3 separate regions of the Mus musculus genome follow, and all the other regions are linked to region 3. The links are chromatin contacts, called in public HiChIP or PLAC-seq and promoter capture Hi-C maps. All regions are on one chromosome and are shown on one strand. Each heading gives the region's core, a stretch centred on a gene start, on an enhancer-like site or on the middle of the called end of the contact. The rest is flanking DNA. Distances are from core to core; before and after follow the strand shown. Region 1 overlaps Msi1 (musashi RNA-binding protein 1). Region 2 holds the start of Pla2g1b (phospholipase A2, group IB, pancreas). Region 3 holds the start of Pxn (paxillin).

Region 1 (4,279 bases), core at 692-3,191, 62 kb before region 3:
AATTAAAAGAAGGGGGCAGGAGAGATGACTCAGTGGTTAAGAGCACTGACTGCTCTTCCAGAGGTTTTTTTTTTGGTTTGTTTTGTTTTCTTTTTCTTTTTTTCTTTTTCTTTTTCTTGGTTTTTTGAGACAGGGTTTCTCTGTGTAGCCTTGGCTGTCCTGGAATTCACTCACTTTGTGGACCAGGCTGGCCTCGAACTCAGAAATCCACCTGCCTCTGCCTCCCAAGTGCTGGGTTGTTTTGTTTGTTTGTTTTTGAGACAGGGTTTCTCTGTGTAGCCCTGACTATCCTGGACTGGAACTCACTCTGTAGACCAGGCTGCCTTCGAACTCAGAGATCCGCCTGCCTCTGCCTCCCAAGTGCTGGGATTAAAGGTGTGTACGACCACTGCCTAGTGTCTTCTTCCAGAGAAGTTCTGAGTTCAATTCTCAGCAACCACATGGGGTGACTCACAACCATCTGTAATGGGATCTGTCGCCCTCTTCTGGCGAGCAGGTGTATGTGCAGATACTCATACATTAATTTTTGTTTGGTTGGGTTTTTGTTTGTTTGTTTGTTTTTTGTTTTTTGAGACAAGGTTTCTCTGTGCAGCCCTGGCTGTCCTGGAACTCACTCTGTAGACCAGGCTGGTCTAGAACTCAGAAATCCACCTGCCTCTGCCTCCCAAGTACACCACTATGCCCGGCCACATTAATTTTTTTTTTAAAAAAGGTGAATTTCACAAAAGTACCTAGATCATGAGGTGTTATATGTATGCTCAGTCCTTAGGGAGCACACATGAGAGGGCACTCGAGCACATACACACATACACACACACACATATATATATATACATACATACAGAGATACACATACATATACATACACACATAGAGACACACAGACACACACACATCATAATACAGGCACACAGACTCACACATACATATACACATACATACATATACACACATACTCACATGCATATGCACACACACACAGAGACACAGAGTAAACAGGCTGGAAAGCCAGCTCAGCAGTTAAAAGTCATAACTGCCTTTGTAGAGAACCCGGGTTTCACTCCCTGGACTCATGCCTGCCCACACCCACACGGCCAGTTCCAGGGAATCCCGCAGCTCCTCACTTTCCCCGTGCAGGCAATATGCATAGACCAGACATATACACAAACACATACATACAAATAATCAAGGGTGAAGACAAACATTGAGAAGATGAACATACGGCCAGGGGGAGTTAGTGGCTAGCCTGTTCCAGGACAAGGCTGGAGAGATGAAGAAGTGCTGAGCCATCTCTCCAGCCCAGTATGTGTGAGTTTTTCCTGAGTCTTTTGAGGAAAGGTCTTTTCCTTAAAACTGGTTTTTTTTTTTTAAAGACAGGATCTGTTGGTAACTGGGTAACCTGGAACTTGCTCTGTAGACCAGGCTGGCTTTAAGCTTACAGAGATCTGCCTGCCTCTGCCTCTCCCTTCAACTGCCATAATGTATTTTTTTAATCTTTATAATTGTGGGCACATACGGGGGGGGGGGGTGTTAGCGCATTATAGTTTTATATTGATGAAATATTTACATCTAATGTACTATTTCCTACTATTATTAGTTGACCGAAAAATTTTTTTGCTATTGCCAGCTTGTTTGTTTGTTTGTTTGTTTGTGACAGCGTCTCACTTTTTAGCCCTGGCTGTCCTGGGCCAGGCTGGCCTCAGATTTACAGAGGTCCACCTGCCTCTGTCTCTCAAGGGCTGGGATTAAAGGTATGTGGTATCATGCCTGGCTCTATTTTATTTTAATTTTTTTGAGACGGACCCATGTAGCCCAGGATAGTCTAGAACTGGTTCGTAACCAAGGATGACCTTGAACTCTCTACCTCGCTGAGGTGACCAGCTTAGGGTGTGTTGGAGGTGGAGCTCTCTCAAAGCAAGTCTTGGTCCTCCCCGGACCGTCTGGGGCTGGAATGAGGCGGTTCACTGCCTCTCTTTTGTTGTCTTCCCATCCAGCACTTTGAGAAACACCTTTGTCTGCGGTCAGTTGTTTTTGGCTTAAGTGATTTCGAACAGCTATAGAAAAAAGTAATAAATGGTGCAGTCAGTCGGGAGCTGCGGGGATGGCCCAGTGGGTAGAGCATCAGCTGCGCAGTCACGGGGAGTTCTTATCCACAGCGCTGTCGTGAAAGCATGCATCTGGAACCTAGTGCTGGGGCCTTCCTGGTCACACAGTGTAGACGGTGGGGAAGCTCTAGGCCCTGGGAGAGACCCAGCCTCAAAATAAAATAAGGCAGAGAGCAACAGGAAAGGACACTCGTGAGTTGCTGAGCCCTTGCATGCATACACACCCATGCACCACACATGCTGAGCCTGCAAGGGCTGGTGAGGGAGAACCAGGGAGCTAATCGGATCTGAACCGGAATTCCAGTGCTCCGTGAGCACTGACAGAAGGCTTTCTTCTTCTGGGTGATAGAATGCCCACCCTCAGAGGAATCGCGGGACGACGCAGGAGGAACTGTAGCCTCCGTGCAGAGAGAGGAGAGACCTGCCTGACACCAGCGTAACAAGGCCTCAGTGGTCTCGTGTGGGTGCCACGGGCAGAGATGGCATTGTGTGCAAGGGCCCTGGTCTGATCTCTGCAAACTCTTGAGAAACAGCAAGTCGGGGCGTAGAGGCAGGAAGAGAAAGCTGTGTGAGAGATCGGGAGCAGAAGAAGATGGGAGCCCGGGTGGGAAGAGTTGGGTAACAGGGTTGTGTTGTTCTTATCCAGTTTCAGCTCTCTGTGCCTCAGTTTCCGTGTGAGCCCCTCACCAGGCCTCCCTGATACAGCACTTGAGAGGTCTTGTAAGATGATAAACGCTGTGCCCAGCTTGGGGCTTGGTGCATAGAAGTCTACTGGAAACCTAAGGCTTATCTGTGACAAGCTAGCTGTAGGAAGACTATGAGCACCCTCAGATCCAAGCTGGCCTTGCCCCCCGCTGAGGGCAAGGTTTCTCACCCCGTCGCTTTGTCCCATCAGGTTACCCAGGGTTCCAAGCCACGACCTACGCCAGCCGGAGTTACACAGGCCTTGCCCCTGGTTACACCTACCAGTTCCCCGGTAAGTCCCCCTGGGTGTCTCTCCACATGTCCAGCATGTCCCCAGTTCCAGACAGTGTGACTCCTCCTCAGGGTGGCGGGCATCTAGAGTGCATGGCCGGATGCTTGGAAGGAAGGGCGTGTCCGAGGAGTCTCTTTCTCCCACCCCCTCCACCGAGAGTGTGGGGATCCTGGTGTAGCCCTGCATGGTACAGTTTTGCCCAGGCCATCCATTCTCTGCCTGTTTTCTGACTTTCTCCATCCCTGCCCGACTTAAAAATTGCCAGTCCCTCCAAAGACAGCCCTGGACTTGGGGTGGGGGTGGGGGCTTCTCCAAGGGCCATTGGGATTCACGTCCTCACAAAGGTACTTAAAGGTGCTGTACTGAGTCTTCACGGGGTACCGAGTGCTGTATAGAGCCTGAGAGCTTACCCGCTGAACCTTAAAGCTACAAAATAAAGATAACACTAGACCTATATTTTAAACAGAAATACAAAACCCTGGGCTGTCGTGTTAGTATTTAGCATTGTTTCCTGTTAAGTATCAAATCATTTCCAGACCCTTGGTTGGTTGTCTCTGTAGTGCTGGGAGTGGACTGGACCTCACACGTGCTCCGCCAGAGCCACGTCCCAAGTATTATTCATCTGTCGTTGAGGTAGAGCCTAGGCAGGCCTCAAGTTCACCATGTAGCCACCTACTCCTCCTCTTCTGTGCTGTGGCTGGTTACGGGCAGTGAACCCAGGGCCTCCGGGATGTTAAGCAAGGCCTCTACCACTGAGCTACACATCCCAGTCCGTTTGGGTCTTATTTCCTGGAGGGGTCCCTAAGCATTTACCTCCCCTGTCCTTGGGCTGTTTGTTTAGCTTGCAGTCCTTAGTACACACCACAGACACCTAGCCCTCTCGGGGATCCTGTTGTAGAGATGAGAAACTGCTCAGAGGACAGAAGAGTTGCTACAAAGATTCGACTGGGAAGTGGTGTCACTAGGGACTGACCCCAGTTAAGAATACTGGCTGTTCCGGAGGACGAAGGTTCAGTCCCCGGCACCCTTATGGTGGCTTGCAACTGTCTGTAACTCCGTTTACAGGGCATCTAAAACATCCTTCAGAATTCGAAAGGCCCCAGGCATACACGTGGCATGCATATATAATATATATATATACATATATATGCATATATATATATGTATATATATATACCTACCTGTCGGCGAAACACCC
Region 2 (4,093 bases), core at 1,129-3,628, 41 kb before region 3:
CTGGTCTACAAAGTGAGTTCCAGGACAACCAGGGCTACACAGAGAAACCCTGTCTCGAAGAAAAAAAAAGGGGGGGGGGACTCTATGGGGTAGGGGTAGGGGTCCTGATGAGATGGCTCAGTGACTGCTCTTCCAGGTCTTGAGTTCAATTCCCAGCAACCACATGATGGGTCACAACCATCTGTAATGGGATCTGACGCCCTCTTCAGGCAAGTGGATGCATATGCAGCAGAGCACTAATACATGCAATAGAATTAAATAATTTTTTTTAAAAAGGACTCTGAGGGCAGTGATGGAAGCTGAGCTAGACTTACTAAGCTAGAAATTTAAAGAATTTGTTCACCCACAAAATTCGTTCACCCCTTTAATCCCAGCACTTGGGAGGCAGAAGCAGGCAGATTTCTGAATTAGAGGCCAGCCTGGTCTCCTGGTCTACAGAGTGAGTTCCAGGACAGTCAGGGCTATACAGAGAAACCCTGTCTCAAAAAAAAAAAAAAAAAAAAAAAAAAAAAAAAAGTTCCCAAGTTCTAGTCTGTAGGCGTTTACAGACTATACATTAACTGCTAAGTCCTTGACTGTTCCAAGAGTCATTCTGGTCTGATTCCACATCTCCAAAATTTTCTCACAAACCTGCACTGGGAAGCAAAAATATGATGTTTTCAGAGTGGGAAGAAACTAAGATGCGTGGCTTGGAGTTTGACAGACATAAGCATGAACCAACCTTGCCTTGCTTACTCACAGTCTGTGACCTTAGGCAAATTATTTCACCTCTCTGAACGCCTTTCCTCATCTGTAGAGGGCATGGTAGATAGAACCATTCAATGACACCGCCCCCACGCAAACCCAAGCATTCCAGACACAAAGGCAGGAGTCATCTCCACCCTGCCTTCCTCCCCGACTTCTTACGGTGTCTAACAGGATAGTTGCCCCAGGTCCCTTGAAGCTAGGCTAAGGAGCCGTGCGAGGAGGCAGGAGTATCAGAAGCTCAGGGTCAGGCTTCAGGTTAAGATCATACCGCTGTGGCAGAGCACCAAGTTCCATTCCCAGCATTCACGTCGGTGGCTCAGAACCCCTGTAACTGACTCCCTCTTCTGGTCTGTGTGGCGTCTGCACTCTCACATGCACACACAAGGGAGCTAGTGAGATAGATCGCGCTTAAGAGCGCTGGCTGTGCTGAGGTTTTCATCTTTGCCCGTCTATTGTAATGCAAAGTGCGAGCCCCCAATACCTCTGACCCTGCCCCAACTTATTTCTGATTGGTAAATAAAGATGCAGACAGCCAATAGCTGGGCAGAAGAGACATACGTGGGGTTTAGGTGTTTAGGTTTCCCACTCTTGGGGTCAGAGAAGAAGGAGAGGAGAAGAGGAAGGAGAGGCCATCTTTGGTTAGGAAAAAGGGAAAACGTCACCACGTGGGCTGACCAATTGGAGATAAGAGCAGTCCAGATGAAATATAGTAAGTAATAACTCGGGGTTATCGATAGGAAGGTAGATTCTAATAGCCCAGAGGGTAGGCAGCTGCCCAGCAACTATGCTGCTTGAAGCTTATTGTTGTGTGTGTTCCGGAGTCTAAATGGTCTAAGGTGGGGTAGAAACCTTGGGCCTGGGGCTGGCGAGATGGCTCAGCGGGTAAGAGCACCAACTGCACTCCCGAACGAACTGAGTTCGAATCCCAGCAACCACATGGTGGCTCACAACCACCCATAATAAGATCTGATGTTGGTGTCTGAAGACAGCAACAGTGGACTTATTATAATATAATAAATAAATCTTTGGGCCAGAGCAAGCGAGGCCGACCAGAGCGAGCAGAGGTCCTAAAATTCAATTCCCAACAACCACATGAAGGCTCACAACCATCTGTACAGCTACAGTGTACTCATATACATAAAAATAAGTAAATAAATATCTAAAAGAAAGAAAGAAACCTCGGGCTGAGATTTAAAGTAATTTCTACAACAGGCAGTCTGTTCTTTCAGAGGTCTGAGTTCAATTCCCAGCAACTACAAGGTGGCTCATGACTGTCTGTAAAAGGGATCTGATGCCCTCTTCTGGACTACAGGTGTACCTGCGGACAGAGCACTCATACGTAAATGAGTGCATTTTTAAAAATATATTTTTTTTTAAATCTAAAAAAAAAAAAATTTAAGGCTATCCTCAGCTACACAGCAAGATTGAGGCCAGCCTGGGCTAGAAACCTTGTCTCAAAAAAAAAATTAATAAAGTAAAGAGGAGTTCAAAGATGTCCCATGAGTTCCAGGGCAACCTGAGACTTGTCATAATGGGGTTAGGGGGAGTAGTAAAGGATTCCAAGATCTGGAAACCATCCCCTTGGGGAGGAAGTGCCAGGCGCAAATCTGTGGCATTATTTTCTCTTACAGGCAAATCCCTCTGTGTTGTTCCCCCGATAGACCAAGGCCAGCCCAGAGTGGCTAAGAGCAAAGCAAACAGCCTTATCTTGGGAGCGTGGGGCCCCATGTATAAAAGAGGGAAGTCACTGGAGTTCTCCCCTCACTCCTTCTGAAGATGAAACTCCTTCTGCTGGCTGCTCTGCTCACAGGTAGGCCCCTCTGTCGCCTCTCTCTGAGCACCTTACGGTCTCCCTCTTCTCCAATGCCTCCCTCCCACTGGTCACGCTGGAATTGTTTGGCATTCTCCTTAGGGTCTAATAGCCTCTGGGTTGGGGTCTCCTCTTCACCCCAGTGTTCAGGACAGCTGGTGCTTTTCGACCTCTGGGTCTGAACTCAGATGACCCCTTAGAAAATGCTCCCTCATTTGCCTACCCAAGCAAAGGAAGCCCCCTTCTGCCTCTGATGTCTTCTTGCCCTGGCACCACTTTCCTTGGCCTTGCCAGTGCCCTAACAACTTTTCCTTTTCTTTTTCTTTAAAAAAAAATTTTTTTCCCCAAGTAGTACTAATGTCTTTAATCCCAGCTCTCAGAAGGCAGAGGCCAGCAGATCTCTGTAAGTTCGAGGCCAGTCTTGTCTACAAAGCAAGTTTCAGGACAGTCAGAGCTACACAGAGAAACCCTCTCTCTCTATATATAGATATAGATAGGGTTTCTTTGTATAGTCCTGGCTGTCCTGATATATATATATATATATATCATTATGTGTCTGAGCGTTTTGCCTGCACATATGGTATATATTGTGTGAGCAGTGCCTGCAGAGACCAGAAGAAGGGTCAGATCCTGTAGCACTGGAGTTGTAAATAACTATGAGCTGCCTGCCATATGGGTGCTAGAACCAGACCTGAATCCCATGGAAGGAACGAAAGTGTTCATGACTTCTGAGCCATCTCTCCAACCGACCCCCTTATCATCATCACCATCAATAGTAATCATTATTATTTTATTGATATGACCTTGCTATATGGCTCAAGATGTCTCCTCTCCACAGTATAGCCCAGCCTTGGGACCCTCCTCTCTCAGCCTCTGAAGTGTTAGGATTCCATCTGTGCCTGGCTTGAGTCTGCAATTTTTGTTTTATTTTGTTTTGGTTTTCGAGATAGGGTTTCTTTGTATAGTCCTGGCTGTCCTGGAACTCACTTTGTAGACCAGGCTGGCCTCGAACTCAGAAATCCGCCTGCCTCTGCCTCCCAAGTGCTGGGACTAAAGGTGTGCACCGCCACCACGCCCAGCTGATTCATTTACATATTCAGGCACCATCTGCATACAGGCATTACATCCCCAGCTCCGTGAACAGAAACAGATTTGGGCCCTGTGCACGGAGTCACCTGTAGTTGGCACGTAAGTCGTTTCTATTCACCCAGCAATGATTGAGACCTGCAATCAGGCTGTAGACTGAGCCTCAGAGATAAAAGCGTCGTGTGCCTGTTCCAAAAGCACATGTGTTTGCGCACACGCGCACACTCTGTGCGTTAGTTATGACTGTGTCTAGCTTCTGTAAAGCATATGTCTAGCTGTGTCACCTAGGGATACAGCCCCTACTTACTGCCACCACAGGGGTCACCCACATCGTGGGAAAAGCCAGCTGCTCCCTTTCTTTGTCCCTGGGGTCTCCCCACAAATGGTTAGCCAGAATGAGCCCAAAAATAGAGTAAGCAGGGCAGGGTCTTACGCGCCCTTGATCTCCAC
Region 3 (4,302 bases), core at 1,372-3,871:
AATTTTGTCTCTTAGTTTATCTGTATTTTTTTGTAAAGATTTATTATACATAAGAACACTGTAGCTGTCTTCAGAGGCACCACAAGAGAGCATCAGATCTCATTACAGATGGTTATGAGCCACCACGTGGTTGCTGGGATTTGAACTCAGGACCTTCAGAAGAGCAGTCAGTGCTCTTAACTGCTGAGCCATCTCTCCAGCCTCTCTTCTTTATTTTTATTTTACAAATCACTTGTCTTAGTTACCTTTTCAATTGCTGTGACAAAACACCACAAGCCAGGCTGTGTTAATAGAGCAGTTCATTGGAAGCTTGCTGTTCCCAAGGGCAATGCCCATGATCACCAAGTGGGGGGAGTCAGGCAGCAGGCAGTCGGGCCTGGCGCGGGAGCCGTAAACTAAAAGTTTAGGTCTTGATCTATGAAAAGGAAGCAGACAGAGAGTGGGAATGGAGTGGCGCTTTTGAAACTTCAAAGCTTGCTTCCTAGTGACACACCTCCTCCAGCAAAGACCACACCTCCCAGTCCTTCCCAAACAGATCCACAGGCTGGGGAACCGAGTGTTCAAATATATGAGCCTGTGGGGCCAATCTCATTCAAACCACCACAGTGTACACTTTCTACTATTAGGGATGGGAGTACTGCAGACTAAATCCAGGGCTTCAGGCACTTTAAGCAGGTGCTTTGTCACTGAGACAAAAAACATTTTTTTTTCTTCTTTTGGTTTTCAAGACAGGGTTTTTCTGTATAGCCCTGCCTGTCTGGGAACTCACTCTGTAGACCAGGCTGGCCTTGAACTCAGAAATCCACCTCCCTCTGCCTCCCAAATGCTGGGATTAAAGGGATGCACTACCACTGCCCGGCTGTTGTGTTGTTTTTTGAGACGGGTTTTTCTATTACGTAATTCTGGTTGTCCTGGAACTCACAGAGATCTACCTGCTTCTACCTCCTGGGTGCTAGAATTAAATGTATGTGCCACCATGCCTGGCCAACAGTTTACATTTTTATTTGTCAATGATTTTAGATAGAGTCTTATATAGCCCAGGGTAGTTTCATAATCAATATTTAGCTAAGGATGGCCTTGAATTTCTTATTCTCCTGCTTCCACTTCCTAAGGGTGGGGATTTAAGTCCTATGTTACTTGTTGGGCTGGTCTTGAAGTATGTATGTATGTATGTATGTATGTTTTGAGACAGGGTCTTATGTAGCCCTGGCTGGCTTTGAACTGAACTGACTGTGTGGTGTTAAGGACAACTTTGAACTCCTGATAAACTTGCCTCTGCCTACTAAATTCTGGGATTATAGTCTTGTGCCACCACACTCAGTTTGTGTGTGTGTGTGTGTGTGTATTTATTTTTAAAAGTTTTCAAAAAATTTAAAATTTGAGACAGGTCTTCCTATAAATTGCCCAGTTTAGTCCTTACTCTTTCTCTAGTCCAGTGTAATCTTGAATTTGAAGACCTGCCTGCATCTCCCAACTAGCTGAGATTATAGTCCTGAGCTACTACACCAGGCTTTTATCATCCAGTTTCTGAGTCCCCTGGGCAAATCTGCCAGGATCCGGGAATGAAGTTTTGGTAGTTTTTGCTTTGCTGTAATGTGGGGTAAATCTACCTTGTGCAGAATTTTGGCAGTCTCTAGGAAGGGGGAAGCAGGGAAAGGGGTAAAATGAAAGGTTTCATAAGCTCTAAAGTACTGGATCTGGGGCCAGAGTTGGTCGCAGCCACTGCTGATGTTACCAGTCAGGACAAAGGTCTCAGGTTCCAGCCTGGCTGGAGGTACAAAGAGACCCTGTTTCTCCGGGCAGTGGTGGTGCATGCCTTTAATCCCAGCACTCAGGAGGCAGAGGCAGGCGGATTTCTGAGGCCAGCCTGGTCTATAGAGTGAATTCCAGGACAGCCAGGGCTACACAGAGAAACCCTGTCTCGAAAAACCAAAGAGAGGGCTGGTGAGATGGCTCAGTGGGTAAGAGCACCCGACTGCTCTTCCGAAGGTCCAGAGTTCAAATCCCAGTAACCACATGGTGGCTCGCAACCATCTGTAACGAGATATGACGCCCTCTTCTGAAGACAGCTACAGTGTACTTACATGTAATAAATAAATAAATCTTTAAAAAAAAAAACCATGAATTGTTTCAACATTAATTCAAATGAATACTTTAAAAAAAAAAAAAAAGAAAAACCAAAGAGAGAGACAGAGAGAGAGAGAGAGACAGAGAGAGAGAGACCCTGAGAGAGAGAGACAGAGAGACAGAGAGAGAGAGAGAGACCCTGTTTCACAAAAACTACATCTGGGATATTATTCTGGGATGACTAGCACTGCCATCAGTCCAAAGGCTCCAGGCAAGCCGATTTAATCCTCCTGGGAGGTGACCTACAGGGACAGGTGGACAAATCCGACTCTCTTGAGTGACAAATCTGCCACCGACTCTCTTGAGTGACTAGTCTGCCAGAAGGTCGGGTCAGACTGAACGCAGAGGTTCATGGCCTATAGACGCCACCAGCCTGTCCAGCCGCCAGGGGGCGCCACGACCACGCCCAGCTTTCGCCCCCTGCGGGATTGGGCGTGCTGGGGGGGTGGGGGGTCGGAGGCGGGGCGTGGCCAGCGTGCACGCGGGGGCGGGGCTATCCTGTCGCGGGCGCGCGCGCCGGCGGCGGCGGCGGTGGTGGAGGAGGAGGCAGCGCGGCAGCGGGTTCCGTTCCGGGCCGAGGCTGGACGCGGAAAAGTTGCGGGGCGGCGAGGAGCAGCCCGGAGACGGGCAGCGAGGGCGACATCGAGCCGGGGACTGGCGTCTGAGGACCAGCCATGGACGACCTCGGTGAGTGCGGGAGACGGAGGGCGGAGCGGCCGGGGCCCGGCGGCCGCCGATCCCACCCTAGCGCCCGGCTGGGCTGCGGTGCCTACGGCCCGGGGCTGTGCTGGCCGCTCTTCGCTGCGGCGCCTGAGGACCTCGATCCCGTACTGGGTGTTCAGGGACCCACCTCTGGGAGAGGCGCCCCGCTCCCGGGGCAGACCTCCTTGGCTTGCAGGAGACCCTCACTTGGCTTCCCCACCCCCACCTCAGAGCGTCTGCCTATGGGACTCGGTCTCAGAGGCTGTTTCTTCTATGACCCCCCTCTGTTCCCTCCAGGCCACCTTCCACTTTGCACACTGCCCCCAGACCCCCCACCCCGTTTCAGGGATATAGCCCCTTTCGAGAGAGCCCACCCATTTCCTATCACAGCCCACAGAAAAGCTTGTGAGGACCACACCCCCATTCTAATGACAAGTGTCCCCGGGGGTACTGCATATACACCCCCCCCCAACCCCCACCACACACCGTTTCAAGTCTGGTCACCCTGTATTACAAGATCAAGTTTAAACTTAGAAAGGCAAGTTTGGGGGGGTGGTGGCTTATGACTCCCGCCTCTCACCCACCGTTCCCAGACCCTGGTGACATGCCAGAGGAATGAGAAGGGGAATGGGCCGCAGGCTACGGCCATCTCTGAACGTGTCCTGGCTGGCAAGGTCCCCCACCCCCAGCATCAGAGCTGCTGGAAACCCCACAGGTAAAGAGGACAGGACACCCAGAACAGAGTTTTAACTGTCCTCGTGTTATTGGAGCCCAGAGGCCATTCTTTTCAGCCCACACTTGGTCTGCTGTTAGGACAGAGGAAAGGAAAGACTCTCCTGGAAGTGGATTTTAAACCCAAGGGGGTTGATTCAAGGCTTCTAGGAATGCCCAGTGAATCCCAGCGTGAAGGAGCCCCTGTCTTCCCCTCCCCGGAGGGCCCCTCAGCTGAGGAGGTGTGTGTGGGATAAAGTCCCTTCTCTGTAGGAGCCTTGTCTTCACTCTCTGGACTGTGGGTGGCTTGTATGACCGCTGGTGCCATCCGTGTCCCTGGCTCTGAGGAGCAGATTCACTAGATAAGACTGAGGGACCTCTCAGGCAACACAGGGTACCAAGTTAAGACTGGTCATTTTTAAAACTGGCTACAGTTTCCTTGTGGGATCAGGGAGCTGGTGTAACATCCTGGAGGCTGGGATGGTGTTGGGTCCTGCTTGGTTCACGGAGTGGGCTGTCTGCCAGGCATAGCTATGCTTTTGGGTCAGGCTTGGCACGTCCGTTCCCGATGCACTCAAGGTTGGCGTAGCTTCCAGGCAGGTATTTTTAATTTTTATTCTTCCACATAAAAATACCTGAGCTTTCGAAAGGAGGCCGGGGTGATGAGCTTTTGAGTAGGTATCTGAATGTGTAAGGGGTTCCCCCGGTGGGGACGAGGGGAATCTAGTCACAGCACCTCACAGGCTGGTTGAGGGCCCTGTT

The links. HiChIP or PLAC-seq counts read pairs in DNA pulled down with a chosen protein or histone mark. Capture Hi-C pulls out chosen DNA fragments and counts their contacts.
Region 1: a contact with region 3 is called in an H3K27ac HiChIP or PLAC-seq map of embryonic stem cells, with 5 read pairs. The contact joins the enhancer-like site here to the promoter of Pxn in region 3. A contact is called at or near these places in 2 of 39 promoter capture datasets (erythroid cells and neural stem cells), 2 of 115 datasets of contacts at active chromatin or transcription factors (both in embryonic stem cells) and 2 of 9 other capture datasets (adipose tissue and pancreatic islet).
Region 2: a contact with region 3 is called in a promoter capture Hi-C map of liver. The contact joins the promoter of Pla2g1b here to the promoter of Pxn in region 3. A contact is called at or near these places in 1 of 39 promoter capture datasets (erythroid cells), 6 of 115 datasets of contacts at active chromatin or transcription factors (embryonic stem cells, heart atrium and intestinal villus epithelium) and 3 of 9 other capture datasets (adipose tissue, liver and pancreatic islet).

The regions. Positions count from the first base shown.
Region 1 is chr5:115,442,395-115,446,673 of GRCm38.p6, forward strand. It overlaps Msi1 (musashi RNA-binding protein 1), which reads left to right. Exons shown (of 15, transcript NM_008629.2): 10 at 3,001-3,081. Among named protein-coding and RNA genes, the nearest start is that of Msi1, 15 kb to the left of the region's middle. Within about 2 kb of position 1,942, at least 8 of the 459 cell types and tissues checked have an H3K27ac peak or open chromatin away from gene starts, as enhancers often do. A contact at or near this core is called in embryonic stem cells, where this site is marked.
Region 2 is chr5:115,463,764-115,467,856 of GRCm38.p6, forward strand. Pla2g1b (phospholipase A2, group IB, pancreas) reads left to right here and starts at 2,379. Exons shown (of 4, transcript NM_011107.2): 1 at 2,379-2,557. The coding sequence starts at 2,524.
Region 3 is chr5:115,504,055-115,508,356 of GRCm38.p6, forward strand. Pxn (paxillin) reads left to right here and starts at 2,622. Exons shown (of 12, transcript NM_133915.3): 1 at 2,622-2,814. The coding sequence starts at 2,802.